Linked DNA regions of Gossypium hirsutum: region 1 is linked to region 2. A link is a contact called in public Hi-C data. All regions are on one chromosome and are shown on one strand. The core of a region is the stretch at or near the end of the contact, and the rest is flanking DNA. Distances in the headings are between cores, read along the strand shown. Region 1 holds the start of LOC107887987 (ankyrin repeat-containing protein At5g02620). Region 2 holds the start of LOC107885955 (calcium-transporting ATPase 1, endoplasmic reticulum-type).

Region 1 (4,478 bases), core at 786-3,285, 150 kb after region 2:
ATCGCTGAACGCGACCTGCTGGCGGTGGGCGATCGTGAATTTTTCATGTTGGTAGCCTTAAGGCGATATCGTATCACCCAATAACACATGCCCGCTAGAGTTGCCACCATTAATATTGCTCCCACAATGCTTATCCCGGATGCAAGCCTATACCACCTTTGCCCAACTATAATGTACGACAATGCTAAAAACGCCACCGTAACAAGCACACAAGCCAACCACAGTAGCTTGTTGATCACCGCTGCCATCTTCTTCTTTGCCTTGCTCTCGATCACAACAACCGAGGTTTGAACCACCACTATAGCAAGAGATATGAAGAGTGCCAGGGAATCAAAGATGAAGAATATTACAAAGGCTGGGTATATAGCAATGTTTGATTCCCCCAGGGAGTGACCCTTCGGGACTTGGTTCGGGTTGTCAATGAATTGGCCAGGGAGAGTGAAGATGGCAGCAAAGGCGACGCTGGCAATTAAGACGGCGACTACGTTGGTGGAGTTCATCGTGTTGTTTAGACCTTCGGAATGCATTTTGTGGAGTCTTTTGACGATGTCGTGCACATTTTTTCTAGTTTGACGAGTATGTTCTAGTTGATTGTGCACTTCATGCTTGATGTCACTCACTGTTTGTTTTAACTCACGGGCAGGGTTCAATGCTACAGGCTTGATGTTTCGAGCACTTTGAACTCCATGCTGTTGCAGAATGGTGGTAACCTCGGGGTTCCCCGTTTTTTCAGCTGTATCTAACGCTGTCTCGCGGCTTTTGTTCACGGCTTTTGTGTTGGTTTCTTTGTGTCGAATTAACAACTTAACGATCTGCACAAACAGGCGATTAGATTAGCATCTTGCCTTGTTGATGCACAAGAGCTAACATGAGCGTAAAGGCGAGCGAACTCAATTTATTAGTATGATTTACCTGAATTCTGCCCTTCCGGGCAGCTATATGCAAAGGCGTATTTCCCTTTGTATCAACCATGTTTATCATTAATGAAGGATCAACACTAATCAATTCCTCTACCACCTTAAGGTTCTGCCCCTTCACTGCCATGTGAAGTGCAGTTTGGCCTTTCTTATCAGTCCTTGGAGCAATCCCTGGTTCACTGCCCAAAAGTGCCTTCACAACCTCCACATGCCCATTTCTTGCTGCTGAATGTAAAGCTGTTTTGCCATTGCTCCTTGCTATTGTAGCCAAACCACTGCCTACTTCTAATAAGAAATTCACAATCTCAATGTGCCCTTGTGTTGCAGCTGTGTGTAGAGCCGTGGTGTTTGATAAATCCACTGTCATTGCTAGTTCAGGATGCACTGCTAGTAGCACTTTCAATATTTCTGCAAAATGCCCACATTATGAAGTCACCATCTTAATGTTGATCCCAACTCGAAAACTGGACTAATTCACCTCACAATAACATTAAACATAAAATTGATGCATGAGAAACATACCTAAATCTCCTTGTTTAGCAGCAATATGGAATGCATCGAAGCCATTTCGAGCTTTGATCCCGGCATCGGAGAGATCGCAATAGTTTATCATCTCCTTAACCAAATCGACATAACCGTTTTCGGCTGCAATATAAAGAGCAGTTTCACCAGATTGGTTTTGTTTAGGCAATAGTTCTTTCAGTTCATTTTCCTCGGTAGTCGTAAGGATTTCTTTCACCACCGCAAGGTCTTTACATCGTACGGCGTAATGCAGAGGCGTTTCGTCGCGTTTTATTGTTATCTGTGTCGTCATCCTTTTCCGAGCAGGAGGAAAGCTCGGCGGCTTCTCGGTTGATGCCACCTCCATTTTCTTTAATTTGTTTATGTTTTATCAAAATCCACCTTTATAAGAAAACTACAACCCTAGCACCCAATCTAAACCATAAAAATAAGCAAACCCAGAAACCTAAAACAAGTAAAAGATGGAAATTTTTGTACAAAACACATAAAAGCCGATGTTACTATTTACCTCAGTTTGAGAGAAGAAGCTATCTTCGTTAAAAACACAAAGCAAGACAAAAACGAGGGGAGATGTGTTAGCTTATAAAACCAAACGGGATGAACAGAGCACCACACACCTCTCTTGTCGTTTTATTGTCTTGTAATAAATCGCCATTTGTTAGTCTCAATTGTTTCAGATTGACTTTTACGTGAAAGATTGGAGATGACCAAATCTATTCGCGTGGGTTCACGCGGTTGGCCTCAGGTTTAATTTTGGAAGGAATCCTGGACCTGCGGCCACACCATTCATTATTAAAATACAAAAAGGTTTCCTAAATTAGTTCAATTCGATCTTCACTGGAGAGTCTTACGCGCTGTTGTTAGTGCACGCGTTTTTGTTAGTATTCACAAATGTGGGATTATCCAATTAACAAATATTTAATTCTAATCATTTATAATTTAATTTCTATACTTTTTACTTTTAAGATTATAATCTATTTTCTTATAACAGTAATAAAAATATTATATATATTTATGTATTACTCTATAGTGATTAAATTTAAAATATTTTATATTATAAAATTTTAAATATTATATTTTACATTTTATCGTGTTATATTTATTAATTGAACTAGTCAAGTTAGTTTTGAGTAGAGTCAATTTGAATATAAATTTAATGGATAAACTCGATATTAACTCAGTTGGGAAAAAATAATTTACCCTTTCTATGATATGCTTACCGTTATTATACCATTATACCAATAATAATTATTAGTTAATTTTTTACATAAAATGTTTTTCTCTCACCCACATTGTGTATATAAATAATCTCATTGATTGAGTTTGTATCACGAATCAGTTCAATATTTAATTTTTTATGATTATATTTTTAATATTGAATTTTACTTTCACCGACATGATAACTTTTTTATGTGTTATAGAAAAATGATAATATCATGATAAATTTCATAATATTTTATATGTGTTGTTATTATTATTAGTTTCAAACTGTACATTTTGTTATTTATTGTATGTTAGGACTAATATATATTTTACTTTTTGGATTTGTCTGATTTTCCTTTTTGGACTTAGTTATTTATATTATAGGTTAGTTAATTTAAATTTATAATAATTTATTATATTCTATTTCCAAAATTATGGCTATTGAATTTGTCTACTTGTACTTAATTGGTACCTTTTTATTTTGGACATAGTTGATAATTGAATTTGTATTTTGTTAAATCAGGTTAGTACTGTTGGGTATGAGTCCCACTATGTGGGGAACCCATATTTTCTGCCACAATGTTTTGCCTTCTTTTTAGTTTTGTCAAAAGCCATTATTTTGGGGGGCTTTTACGTTGGTGTGGGCAGAAATTTTTTGAGAGCCAAAAATCTCAAATTAAAACAGAGAGATAGAGAGAAGAAAATTTCAGTTTTTCAAGTTTAGTGCAGCAGTGATCAACTCTTCGATTGAAGGTCCATCCATGGTTCGATTGAGCTGATTTTTGGACAGCAGCTAGGCGATAAAGTGTTCTTGACTTTGTACGGTCGGATTTTTCATCCGAGTCTTGTAGCGTCAGAAATACCCGTTTTTCAGAAGCTGCATTTTTGGTGATGTTCTCTCATTTTTCTCTCTTTTGCTAAAGATTACATATTGTTAGCCTTGTTGGAGTTGAATGCTTGTTGTAGGCTTGATATTGTGATCTTATAGTCGAACATTTGATGATAATGGAGCTCTTGATCGGACTCTAAAGTCCCATGGTTTTTACCCTTAATTTAGAGGGTTTTCCACGTAAAAATACCGGTGTCTTTATTTATTTTTGTTGTGGTTGCATTAGTTGATTTGTGGTTGATTAAGGCTGCTAGAGAACATATCTTGTGCTATTGTGCTTGCCATAATTTTTTACAAGAGTTATAGGGAGAGAAAGAACACCGGTTGTGCTTTCGCTTTGTCTCGGTTGTTCGGTTTCTTCCCAACAAACTGGTATCAGAGCTTGGTTATTGTGTCAGATAATTATAGAAATTAATACGAGCAAGATGATTATGTTAAATTGCACAAATTATCAACTTTGGCAGAATAAAATGAAGGACTTGTTATTTGTGAAGGCTTTGCATCTTCCGGTCTTTACTACTCAAAAACCCGATTCGAAAAGTGATGAAGAATGGGAATTTGAGCATCAACAAGTGTGTGGTTTTATTCGGCAATTTGTTGAAGAAAATGTTTACAACCACATTGATCAGGAGACACATGCTCGAACATTGTGGGAGAAGCTTGAAAGCTTGTATGCTTCGAGGTCGGGCAATAACAAGTTGTTTTTGCTGAAGAAAATGATGGCGCTAAAATATAAAGAAGGAATGTCTATAGCTGACCATGTTAGTGAATTTCAGAGTGTGATGAATCAGTTGCTTGGTATGAGTGTCAAATTTGATGACGAGATTTTAGGACTTTGGTTGCTTGCTACTCTACCAGACTCTTGGGAGACCTTTCGGGTCTCGCTCATTAATTCTGCCCCACAGGGTATTATTACTTTGGATTTGGCTAAGAGTGGTGTGTTGAAT
Region 2 (4,887 bases), core at 1,079-3,578:
TGAAATGAAAATGAACACAATAGGACTGCCTCAGTAAACATAACAATGGAGTTGCTGATGCTGAGATTTAGGTGTTCCTGTTCTATTACCTAAAAGAACATAATTAATATTCAAAATATGCTACTAAAAGAGGTTCATAGTTAAGTATTTGTTTCGGCTCCTGCTTCGTGTTAGAGTGGGTTTATTCAAACAGATGCGGTACTACACAAACTAGAAGGGTTTCATTTATTAAATAGAGTTTTCACCTTTAGTGCTGCTTCTGTAGGCATTCCAATGGCAACATAATGCCTCCCAGATTGCTCAACACCAGCATCATTGCAAACAGCAGAAATCTTGGCAATCATTTCAAGATTGGAATCCATTCCGTCAACAGGCCATCCCAGTATTTTCCCATCAAAAGGATCATATGTAGTCCCCTCCACATCAAAAGATCGCAGAGTGCCCGACCTTGAACCTATAGCAACAAGCTTCGAAACAGCCATCTGATTGGTAGTCAAGGTTCCTGTCTTATCAGAACAGATAACAGTTGTGCAACCAAGAGTCTCTACGCTAGGCAGCTTCCGGACAAGTGCGTTCTTTTGAGCCATCTTTCGGGTTCCCAGTGCTAAACATGTCGTAATAACTGCTGGTAAACCTTCTGGAATTGCAGCAACAGCCAATGCCACCGCAATTTCGAAGTAATATGTGCACTTCTCAAATGAGAACTTAAAGTTTGTTGGCCAACCATCAACGTATTCCCAAGAAAGGAAGTATTTCACATTAATAAGCCAAACCAATATACAAATCATTCCTATTATCATTGTTAAAACCTCGCCAAACTCATTCAATTTCTTCTTTAATGGGGTATCTGTATCGCTCTGTGATGCTTCATGAATCTGTGAATGCACCTTTCCAATCTCAGTATTCATGCCTATCTCAGTGACCAAGCAAATACAGTTGCCATTGACCATAGTTGTTCCAGCAAAGACCATACATTTCTTCCCTTGGATATCCGAATTCTCAGGAACAACCTTCACAGTCTTGCTTACAGCTTCGCTCTCCCCGGTCAATGACCCCTGTTCAACTCTTACAGTTGAGCTTATCATATTCAAAACCCGCATATCCGCCGGTACCTTATCACCAACCCTCAATTCCACAATATCTCCGGGGACAAGTTCCTTAGCAGGCAAACTTGAGACCTTCTTACCATCTCGAATTACGTCGGCATGCTCCGATTGAATTTCCTTCAAAGCCTCCAATGCTTTTTCCGCGCTACTTTCTTGCCATATTCCCACAAAGGCATTCACTATCAAGATCAAGAAAATAACAAGTGGCTCCACAAAAGCCGTTATCTCCTTCTCCCCTCCTTCTTCACCATCATACCAAGCTAAAACAAAAGATATGATTGCAGCAGCCAACAGTATCCTAACTAATGTGTCATTAAATTGCTCCAAAAGCAGTTGAAAGATGGATGTCGGCTTGTGTTTCAGTAACTCGTTCAATCCATAAATCTGCCTCCTTTTTTCAACTTCAGCACTTGATAATCCCAATTCTCGATTCACTTGGTACTTCTCTTCACATTGTTTCACATCTCTTGCCCAAGCTGGAAAAGTTTCTTGCTTGAAAGAGGCAGCACCTGCATTTTCTCTCTTACCATAGTTTTCCCCTCCTCTCCCCATTGAAATTCAACGTCACGGACAATATTTCTGCAATAAATATCAGAGAAGCTGAAACTTTGTTAATGTTTCTTCCATACTGGAACTAAAAAGCAATGAAATTTAATTGAAACATCATGATCTGTACAAAGTATATTAAACAAAAAACTCACTAACAAATTAAACACAACCAATCTTTTCGCCCACTGAGATAATAAGAAAGCAATGAAAAGGAAAAAGAAAAAAAACCAAAGAATACCCTTTTTCTTACAATGCCAAATAGTTGTTAAACTGAGCCAAAAGTTTTTCACTTTTTTACATTTTACACATTAGAAATCAGAACCCCATTAACGGATAAACAACTTTCTCATCAGCAGAGTAGAAATAAATAAATTAATCACAGCCCAGAATCCTCAGCTATTATTAATTCATTCCTCCTTTTTAAGGAAACAGTCAAACTCAAATAAATAGAGATGATTATGAAGAGCGATTCAATCGCTGAAAAAACTGATCCCACATTGATTTTAACTAATACAAAATCTCCACGTGAACAAACTACGATAGCGGCCTCCCACACTGAATCTCCACTTTCAGTTAGGGAAAACAAATCTTCTCAACTATTGCTACAAAAATAAAGTTTACTGTTTTTAGTAGTACAAGACAAATATTTACTTAAATTTCCTATTCCTATTCCTATTCCTATTCCAATTCCTATTCCTTTCCTTGCTTTTAAAGATATACTAAATTTGGGCCATTTTCTGTTATTCCAAGCTGTTGTTTTTGATGTTTGCTCCTGCAAAATATATTTATTAAATGATTTTTAAATAAAAAAACATAATTTTACTCTTTTCTTATATAATATAATCATGTGTTAACAAAACCAACTTTTCAATTAATATATGTAAATTTCCTTTTTGGTACAATCGTAATTTGCAATTATAATTAATATATCCAAATAATCATAATCAAAATTAATTATTATAATATTCATCAAACTCATAATTAAAAATAGAATATATTCCAACTTATATCAAAATAAAATTATACAAAGTTAAATAATGATTTGTCCCTCAGTTTGATACTTACCATTTTTTTCCTCAAAACTTAACAAGCTTTTCAATTGGTAGATGTAAATTTCCGTTTTGGAAGCTACACCTACAATCATAAATTGCAACTACAAATAATAGGGAAAATTTATTTTACGTCAAATCGTAATAAAAATGATGTGACATAAGTGTACAAATCATTTACATTTTTAAAAATAAGCATTTCCAATTTTGATATAAATACTTGTATATTTCCTTTTATATTTTTTTTGATAAATTAAAAATTACATGTATTAATGTCCACCCATCAAAAATTCTGGTTGACTACTTGACTCTTAACCCCCCATTCTCACCATCGCTGCCTTCAGATCCTCCCCTCGAATAAGAGAGGTATCGTTACGTTCTAGCTCGCCGTTTGATCCTAAAGAGGTATCATTAGCTTCTCTCGTGTTGCTTATTTCAGATTCAGATAAACTCACGGCCAGTATGCTTCTAGCTCAAGTCGACGAAACCTATGGCGCCGATGAAGGGTTTTGGGGTTCAGAAAGTGAAGCGTTGAAGAGAAAGCTAGCGAAAGCAAAAGCCGGCTTTGTCGCTGCTGTTGTTTTTGACGCAGTGACGCTTTTGTTCTTTTAGTGGTCCTTTGATAGGTGAAGAAGCAAGCGGTGGCAAGAGAGGTGGCGCAATATTCCAGCTTGAGAAGAACGAGGAAGCTAGAGCACATTAATGAGGTCGATTGGGCTGCCAATCAACAAAGAAGCGTCCTGTGATAAAAAGAAATTATATTAAAATTGGAAAGTAAAGGAATAACACGTGGAAATTAAAAGGAAATTATATGAAAATTGCAAAAAGAAGTTATCTTTTAAAAAATATCTTTAGAAATTAAAATTAAAGAATTTATTATAATGTAATAACATTAAATTCGATTAAAATTAATTTTTATATAAAAATAAAAATATTCATAAAACAACTATTTTTAAAAAAAATAATTTGTACTTTTTAAAATGACAAGTCAAATCACAAAAAAAAAGAAAAGAAATCTATTAATATGTAAGTAGAGCTGATCGAGGGTTGGGTTAGGTTCGGATCGAGTCTCAACAAAATTTTTGACCTATTTTTTTGGTTCGGGTCTAACCCAAAAAATTGGCCTAAAATTTTGTCTAAACTCGACTCGAATTATAGAAGCTAAACTAGAACCTGGCCCGAATACAACAAATTTTTAAAAAATATAATATATCAAATACACTTTAAAACATTAAAACAAATATTAAAACCACAAACAAATTGAAAATACATTAAAAATTCTTTATCTTAAGATAGTTGCAACTAAAATAGTAACAAAAATTAACAACAAAACATAAGTTTTACAATATCCAAATAATATCAAAAAGGATAAAACAACATTAAAAACAGTAGCAAAATAATATAAAAATGCACAAAAAATAATACCTAAACAGAAAAAATAATAGTAAAAATAACAAAAATAACAACAACAAAAAAATAGCACAAAAACACCAAGAAAAACAAAAACAAAACAAATTTTTTTATTAAAAATAATTAATTTATTCAGGCCGGAGCTGGGGTCAAAAAAATTTTTACTCAAAATCCGGCCCGTTAAGAAAACATGCTTTATTTTTTGTCTATGTCTATTTTTCGAGTCTATATTTTTATCAAAACTCTCCCTTTTTTGGGTGGACCTTTAGATTGGGCTAGGCAGCCCGGCCCATGATCAGGTCTACCTGTAAGTTATTTTGTTGATCAAGTTGTTTCTCATGAAATAAACACAAGAAAATGTAGAAAACTTTTTTTTAAGTAAATTTCCATAAACAAACACACCCTTAAATGAATTGTGTGTGAATCTATACTATATATTAAAAAGTTAATTGAGATGGTGTTATCTATTAACCGAATTCTAACTCAGGAAATTAATAAATATTCAATTATCCTGCAAAATAACAAATATATTGTAAGGTTTTTTTTGTCATTTTATGTTTTTATGTAAAATCTAAAAATAACTCATAATGAGATTTGAACCAAAACTCTCTCATTTCAATTATAATCTTATATTTTAAATAAAAATCACTAAAAAGTATTTTTTTAAAATTACTATATAAAATTATTTTGTATGAAAATGGACCACATTTTGCTGAAATTTAAAGGTAAGTAATAGAGTCTTGAATTATATATATATTATATTTAACAAAAAA

Evidence for each region. A called contact is a pair of places that touch in the nucleus more often than the background predicts.
Region 1: a contact with region 2 is called in a Hi-C map of leaf, with 1.9 times the contacts expected there. The contact joins the promoter of LOC107887987 here to the promoter of LOC107885955 in region 2. A contact is called at or near these places in 3 of 34 Hi-C or Micro-C datasets (callus and leaf).

Annotation. Positions count from the first base shown.
Region 1 is chrA03:7,556,781-7,561,258 of Gossypium_hirsutum_v2.1, forward strand. LOC107887987 (ankyrin repeat-containing protein At5g02620) reads right to left here and starts at 2,036. Exons shown (of 3, transcript XM_016812184.2): 1 at 1,440-2,036; 2 at 913-1,325; 3 at 1-812. The coding sequence starts at 1,785.
Region 2 is chrA03:7,406,033-7,410,919 of Gossypium_hirsutum_v2.1, forward strand. LOC107885955 (calcium-transporting ATPase 1, endoplasmic reticulum-type) reads right to left here and starts at 2,329. Exons shown (of 9, transcript XM_041107247.1): 1 at 1,906-2,329; 2 at 246-1,685. The coding sequence starts at 1,658.